2 separate regions of the Mus musculus genome follow, and region 1 is linked to region 2. The links are chromatin contacts, called in public promoter capture Hi-C maps. All regions are on one chromosome and are shown on one strand. The core of a region is the stretch at or near the end of the contact, and the rest is flanking DNA. Distances in the headings are between cores, read along the strand shown.

Region 1 (4,000 bases), core at 1,317-3,816, 620 kb before region 2:
ACAGTTTTCTATCTTTTTTTTTTTTTTTTTTTTTTTTTTTTTTGGTGGAAAGTGCCCAAAAAAACCCAAACAAACAAAAAATCCAAAACTTGTGAGAGAGGAGCTCAGGAAGCCAGGAGAGGGTAGGGATGTGGAGATCACCTATTAAATCGTCAATTCCACTTCCTGCAGTCACATTGATAGAAATTATCCCAAAGGGCAAAACTGACCAAAGGGGATTCATGGTGCAAACCATCGAAAGCCAGAGTGAGCAAATGTGCTGCTCTGGGTGCCTGGGTTTGAGCAGTGATACGTAGGCTTCTCAAAGGAGCGTGCACAGCAGGGGAATCTGTGCCACACATATGAACACACGCCAATGAGGCTCGGAAAGGCAAAGGCGCTGCATACAAATGTTCCATCTTACTGTCAGCAGGCAAGAAGGCAGAGTTGTGCCTGGTGGCCCAATGAACAGCTCACTTTTCAGATACTCTGTTCCAACTCCATTTGGGAGCAGACTGAATAGAAGCTGAGAAAACCGGAGTAGTTCTAGGTGAAGTGGGCTCCTGAATAATTTCTCTGAAAAGACGTGGTGCTCAAGAGCATACTCAGCATGGTCAGAAATGTCAAGAGAGTGTGCGCACTGGGGCCAGCTGCCACTTGTTTGAACAAGCCTGATGCCCCATCTCTTTCCAGATGGGGGTGGGTTTGGCCATTTGCTGTAGAAAATAAAACAAAACAAAACAAAAAACCCTTACACCCAGGGCTGCCTCCAATAAACAAGGAACTGAATTGATTGGCCTTTATGGGGTACGGGTTGGTAGAACTTACCAAACATGCAAAAGCACCGAGTTTTATTAACACAACTTAGACACCCAACCTGCTACAAGACAGCATACCATGAACACTTTGAAAACAACTCCCAAAGCTCATATGCTTTCAGGTTTAAGTTAGACACTGTTACTTCCACTTAACCAGTGGAAAAACTTAAGGCACAAACATTCCCTGGTCATTACTGTGTCACATACAATGCTGATGAATATCATCCAGGGTCCACAGATTTATCCCCAAAGGTTAAGTAAGAAAAGCAATGGAAGAAACTTGAAAACCGGATGGTTAGGTCACACTCAGCACAGCGAGCCTGCATCTAGCAATGGTTTACATTAAGAGATTAAAACATCACATAGCCGTAGATTACACAACACCATGCTTGTCAGGCAGTAACTTGCCACTCTCTGGTTGTAGGATGGACTCCCCTGTAAGAATTAAAACACTCTGAAGGCCTCACGTTGGGTGTCATTGGTCTAAAATAGATAGGATTTGTTTGTTTGTTTGAGGGAGAGTCTCACTTTGTAGCCTAGGCTGGCCCCAAACTCCATATGTCCCAGAGGCTGGCCTTGAATTTGCAATCCTCCCACCTCTGTTTCCTGGGATTAGATGAGTGATCTGTCTTAAGTTAATTAGTTTTAACAGCTATCCCAGATGACTATAATAACCAGCCTGCATTAGGGATATATGTCAGAAGAAAACAAACTGGAGGACGGACTCAACATCTTGTTGGTGGCGCTCAACCTTCCTAATGGTTTAATACAGTTTCTCTTGTTGTGGTGACCCCCCAAGCAGAAGGTTATTTCGTTGCTACTTTATAACTATAATTTTACTTGTTATGAATTACAAAGTAACTATCTGATAGGAGACCCCTGTGGGGGGAGAACCGCCATCTTAGGCGATAGTGTGTTTCTTGGGTTGTTGGCTATTATTAAAAGAAAAATAAATGATGAAATGGGTCTAAGTGCCTATGGTCACTCTTTATCTGTCCAAGGGCTCCTTCCTTGTTCTACACTGTCCAGGAGGTAAGAGATTGGTCCTGAGCATCACCGATGGCAGGATGGAGGGGGAACTGGAGGAGAGAGCCAGGGGGAGAGAGTGGAGGGGTGGCAGGGCTTGTGAGAAGGCCATGGGAAGCCAAGGGTGGCCCCAGCCCTCACCTGCATCGTAGAAGGCATCGAGCACGGCCGTCTCCCCGAAGTCGAGCTCCCCGAAGGGGACGGAGGTGAGGTGGGCGCCCTCGGCTTCGCAAGCCCGAAGCAGGCACTTGAGCGCCCCGGCCTCGGGGCCGCCGCCGGCGGCTGCCCCCTGCGAACTTTCGCTGCGCACGTAGACAGCCCGCAGAGCCCGGCGTGGCCCGCGCCCGCCCTCGGCCTCGCCGCCCGCCGCGTCCCCCGTGCTCTCGGGCTCCGCCAGCCCCGCCGCGCCCTCGGGCCCCGGGGGCAGCCTGCCCTGGGGCGGCTCGCCGGCTTCCTCCGGAGCCTCGGCAGGGACTGGCCCGCCGCCGCCGCCGCTGCCGCCGCCGCCCTCCATGTGACTGGCCCGCGGGGCTGGCGGCTTCGAAGCCCAGGTGCTCTTCCCCGAGACACCTGCTGCACAGGCGGATGACGGACGGGCGGACCGGAGGACGGACGGCGGCCGCAGGGAGCCGGAGCAGGGGGCGGGCGCAGAGGCCGGGGCGGGCAGGTGACCACGGGTTCTCCGGCGGCCGGCGGAGCGGAGCTCAGGGCCGGCTTGCCCCGAGCGCCCTTTGAAAGCCCGCGAGAAAGAGGCGGGGGCTCCGACGTCAGGACGGGCGGAGGGGGCGCTGCCGAGAGCCTCGGGGCAGCAACGCCAAGGGCGCCCCCTGCCGGCTCCCCCGCGCAGCGCCCCCAGCCCGGACGCCGGCCGAGGCGAGGATTGCAGGGCTCAGCTCGATTTGGCTCTCCTTGGGTCCTCCCCTCGTTCTTCCTTTGAACTACTGTTACAAACTCGTTTCCTTGGCTTCCTTCCTTTTTTCCTTCCTTCGTTCTTTCCTTCTTTCCTCCCTCCCTGACTTCCTCCCTTTCTTCCTTCCTTCCTTCATTCCTTCCTCCCTCCCTTTCTCTATCTTTCCTCCCCCTCTTTTTTTTTCTTTCATCATTTTTCCCCGCCCCCACGCCTGCCCACCAAACAAGTTGAAGCTTTCAACCACAGTAGACTTTCAAGGCACTAATTGGATATTGATAATCAGTTCCAAACTAAGTGCACATGCAGCTTTAACTCTACATCAGGAGGATGAGCAATGCCTCATTTGGCACTCGCCACTGTCCAGGACATAACCTCCCTGAGCCCTGTCTTGCAGCCTTATTTGTCTTGACTTTGGTAGTGACCTTGACAAGGTATGGGGAGGGTGCTGGCAAGCCAACATTTGTTTGCCTGGGAAATACACTCCCGTAAAAGTGCGCTGCCTACCTGACCTCTGAAATACTAAGGCTCCAAAGAGGTCTCCACTGCATCTCTGCAGCTCACCATTTTAGTCTCCAGCATTACATTATATTTAAACAATAAAATGCACTACAAGTTGTCATGTGGTGGTGGAGTTGTCTTTTTAACAGCTGCTTCTAGGTATAATTTACAAACCACCTAGAACAAAATGGCTGGCTGGATCTTTAGTGTAGTCCCAGTTCTGTGTCCATCACGACAACTTTTAGAATGCCTGAACACTCCACTACCCACCCCACCTGCACCCCCACTACCTTTTAGAAATCACTTTTTATTCCGTCCTCTGAAATAACCAGCCCTTAGCAAACCATCAGCCCTGGCTCTCTATTTGCCTTGTCTGTACATTTCCTATACTGGATGGAATCAAAGTGTGAAAATGGGTTTTCATTTGCTTTGTATTCAGTGCTAAGAGGAGAATGTCTGGGTTGCATGAAGGATATGTTTAACCTTTGAAGAAATTCACTGCTTTCCAAAGTGGTTGCATCATTTCGCATTCCCATGGAAGTGTAGAAGTGTTCCATTTCCTCTATAACCCCAGCAACACTTGTGACTGTCTCTTTCTTCATTACAGCTCCTAGTGGGTACTAGAACTCATTCTGATTTCGAGTTGCAATTCCCTGTTGGCTAAAGGTGATCAGCATCTTGTTCTACACTCCTGTCTCATTCATGTAACTTCTTTGGAATATTATCTATCTAGGCCATTTGCCAACTTTTTAATTGTTTTGTTTTGTCC
Region 2 (3,676 bases), core at 337-2,836:
GAATACTAGTGGGTGGACATGGGACAAGGTCCCAAGGATGAATGAGCAAAGACTTTTATGGTTTTTTTTTAAATGTGTGCGTGATTGTGGAGGGGTGGGGGAGGCAGAAGAGGGCATTGGATCCCCTGGGGCTGGAGTTACAGGCAGTCATGAGCAGCCCTATGTGGGTGTGAGAACCTAACTTTGGTTCTCTTAACCAGGAAGGCGTTCATCTCTTCTGCCCAAAGGCTTTATTTTTATTTTTTTTCTAAAAAGGGAGCTTCTCTGTGTAGCCCTGGCACTCACTCTGTAGACCAGGCTGATTGACCTCAGCAATCCACCTGCCTCTGCCTTCCTAGTGCTGGGAGTAAAGGTGTGCGCCCCTCCCCCCACCCAAGTTCATCCTGTGTAATGTGTTCCTCTCCTGTGGGAAATAAAAGCTTTCCACTACTTTGTACTTTATATTTTTGAGAAATTACGAGGACAACGAATATAGCAAGCCTGTAATGCCAGCTACTCGGGAAGCTGAGGCGAGCGAATCCCAAGTTCAATGTTAGTTTAGGGTTCCGGGGCAGCCTGGAGACAGACAGAGCAAAGCAAAGCGGTAGAGTGCTGGTAAAGATAGATTTGATCCCATAAAAAAAAAAACACCACAAAATACTGTAAATATATAAAAATGAGAATGATCTTAGGAACGCTGCACTTCTGCTTAGAATTTGTAATCATTTTTTTATTTATCAAAATATATACACGATCAGAAGCAAACGTGGAAAAGTTGGCTCAATGTGGGTCAAGGGCTCTGTGGAAAAAGTTAAGCCCCGGTAAAACTATGGAGCAAAGTGATTCTCTAGGGATGAAATTTGCGAATGCATCAAAGTACTGGCCACTGGCTACACGGGTGCGGCCTCACCAGTACCAACTAAGTGTCCATAAAAAATCCTAGGGAGGAGGTGCCAGATGGGCACGAAAGCAAGCGAGGCATCACCCTTTTTCAAAGTTCAGATTGGCTCCCAGGGCTTAACTCCCCAGGTGTTGGGAGCCCAAGAAGTCCGAGGCAGGTGTTCCCATGAGTCCCCCGGGCGCCGCGGTCAATGTGGCGCGAATCGGGGGCACGAGCCCATATTCTCACACAGGAGGCCCTACAAAAAAAAATGGCGTCGGCTCCACCCCAATGTGGCCAAACTGGGAGCCAGGAGTAACTTCCCTGCGCTTCTGCCCAGCTCCAAGTAGGACGCAGAGAATGCAGCCCGAGGAGAGGCAAGAAAAGATGGCAGGAAGGTCACTGAGGCCTGGGCTGACCTCGAGGCCGAGAGCAGCGCCAGGGAGCCGGCGGGGAGCAGAGCCCCGGTCCCGGCGGCGGCGTCCTTACCTTTATTCTTGGGCATGGCCGCAAAGACTGGCTGGCAGCGTGTGGGACCGCACTCAGGCTGGCGGCAGGAACTGCGGTGACTCCGACGGGCAACGCCGAGAAGTGCGCGCCACGAAGACCGTGCGGGAGGTCGGGAAGCGTGCTCAGGAGAGGCTGGTCACCCGTGCTTGCGAGAGCCTCCCGTGCCCACGCTCGGCAGTGGCAAATGGCGTCGCGGCAGCGGGCGGGGCTTCTCCCCGCCCTCCTCCTCCTCCCCGCCCTCCTCCCCCCCCCCGCCCGCCCGCCCGCCCGCCCGCCCGCCCGCGGAGCCCAGCCTCCCGCGACTCTAAGGCGCAGGCGTGGCCAAGGGGCAGTCCTAGGGTGGGAGCCTAGGGAGAAGCCTGCCAGGGAGGCGTTCACTGCTGCCAGTGGGCACGCAGTAGGTGGAGTGGGGCCTCCGGCGTCCGGAAGGGGGCGGGAGGGGCCCGGGCGGGAGGGGCCCGGGCCCTGCGTCACAGTGGAGGCTTGGAGGAGAGGAGGGGAAATTGAGGTGGTGCAGGCTGCTGGCTTGGGCATCATCTCGGCTTCCTAGCCAAGTGAGCCCCAGGCTTGACAAGGTGCTGACTCACTAACCTCAGAGTTGAGTTTTAATGGGGCCCTTTCACCAGCCCAACCAAGCTGGAAATCTAAGGGGGAAGGAGAGAAGGCACTTCTGCCATCCTCTTCCAAACTTTAATAGAATATTTGCATGATACTTAAAAATAAATCTTGTCCCTAACTCACTGTAGCTAAGTCTGTTTATAATGCTCAACAGAATGCCTGCACATGGTAGGTTGCTCAGCAGACATAGGATAAAAGGAATGGAAGAAAGTCGATGTTAGGGTCCAAATCTCCCAATATTCATGCTGAAGTTCTAACCTGTATGTATATTACTCTGTTTGGATATAAGATCATTAAAGAGCCTATATTGAAATGAGATCCTTAAGACTTGATGCCAAGACTTGACGTTAGCATGGTAACATAGGCCTTTAATCCCAGTACTGTGGAGGCAGAGGAAAGTAAACTATGAGTTACAGGCCAGCCAAGGCTACAGAGTGAGACCCTAACTCAAAACCAAAACCAAAACAAAAGCAATTAGTACCTAGGCATAATGAGGCATAAAAAAGAACAACCAGTTCCTGAGCCCGTAATCATCTGCAAGCCATGAAGACCTCAGAAGAAGCCAGATTTGTCTCTACCTTGACTTTAGACTTGGAATCTTCAAAACTGAGCAAAATAGTAGGTGGGCCTGGTACTCATGCCTATAATCCTAGCACCTGTGAAACTGAGGCAAGAGGATTCCTGCAAATCTATGGGAAAGCTGGGCTACATAGTGAGTTCCAGGCTAGCCTGGGCTACATAGTAAGACCCTGACTACAAAACACACAACACAGTCAAGAGAACGTACATTTTTGATGTTTAAACAACTCGCTCTCCCATTCTTTATTCTGGTGGTTCCAGCAAAGGAATACTGCATAGATTCTCAGAACAACTAACTTCACTTCAAACTAGGTTTATTGGGGCCAGCAAGATGGCTCAGTAGGTAAAAGCATGTACCAGGAAAGTCAGGCAAGCTGAGTTGAGTCCCTGGAACTCGTGGAAGGAGAGAACCAACTCCATAAAGTTGTCCTCTGACAGCCACACCTACCCCTCCATTCTGGCAATAATATAAAGAAATTTAAAGGTAAGCTTATTTTAAATGATCCTCTTGGGAACATTAGCATTTTAACATTCTCTAGGGAAGGAGACTAAATGAAAGAGAAATAAGGTATAATGAACCAACAGTACTTCTCTACCATAGACATTTGGCAATGTCTGGAGACATTTCTGGTTGTCAGGAGTGGAGGTAGGAAGGAATGATGTTGATGCCAGAGTAGAGGCCAGAAATGCTGGCAAGCATCCTACAGCTGCTGCCCTGCCGAGAAACTCAGCGACAGATAGATTTCTCAGAGTGTAATTAAAAGATGACAGGGGAAACCGGGCATGTTACCACACACCTTTAACTCAGCACTCCAAGTCTGAGGTGGCAGGAACTTCTGATTTACATATACAGTGAGACCAGCTCTCAAGAAATGAAAAATGACAGGGGAATCAAAAGGTTCTGGTTTTCTCTTTTCATTTGTATTTTTTCACCCTACAGGCTTTTTTTTTGGGGGGGGGCAAGTCTCACTATGTAGCCCAGTCTTCCTCCATCTCTACAGTGTGGAGATTGCAGAAATGAACTACCATGAATGGCTGAAACTCCAAACGCTTCTAAGATTGGGCTCTGGAGTTTAGAGAGACCTGAGTTTAAACAGATTGTTACAAAAC

Evidence for each region. Promoter capture Hi-C pulls out the DNA fragments that hold promoters and counts their contacts.
Region 1: a contact with region 2 is called in a promoter capture Hi-C map of pre-B cells, with 4 times the contacts expected there. The contact joins the promoter of Map3k15 here to the promoter of Eif1ax in region 2. A contact is called at or near these places in 2 of 39 promoter capture datasets (cranial neural crest and pre-B cells) and 1 of 115 datasets of contacts at active chromatin or transcription factors (memory CD8 T cells).

Annotation. Positions count from the first base shown.
Region 1 is chrX:159,986,770-159,990,769 of GRCm38.p6, reverse strand. Map3k15 (mitogen-activated protein kinase kinase kinase 15) reads right to left here and starts at 2,566. Exons shown (of 29, transcript NM_001163085.4): 1 at 1,965-2,566. The coding sequence starts at 2,337.
Region 2 is chrX:159,370,088-159,373,763 of GRCm38.p6, reverse strand. Eif1ax (eukaryotic translation initiation factor 1A, X-linked) reads right to left here and starts at 1,586. Exons shown (of 7, transcript NM_025437.5): 1 at 1,349-1,586. The coding sequence starts at 1,364.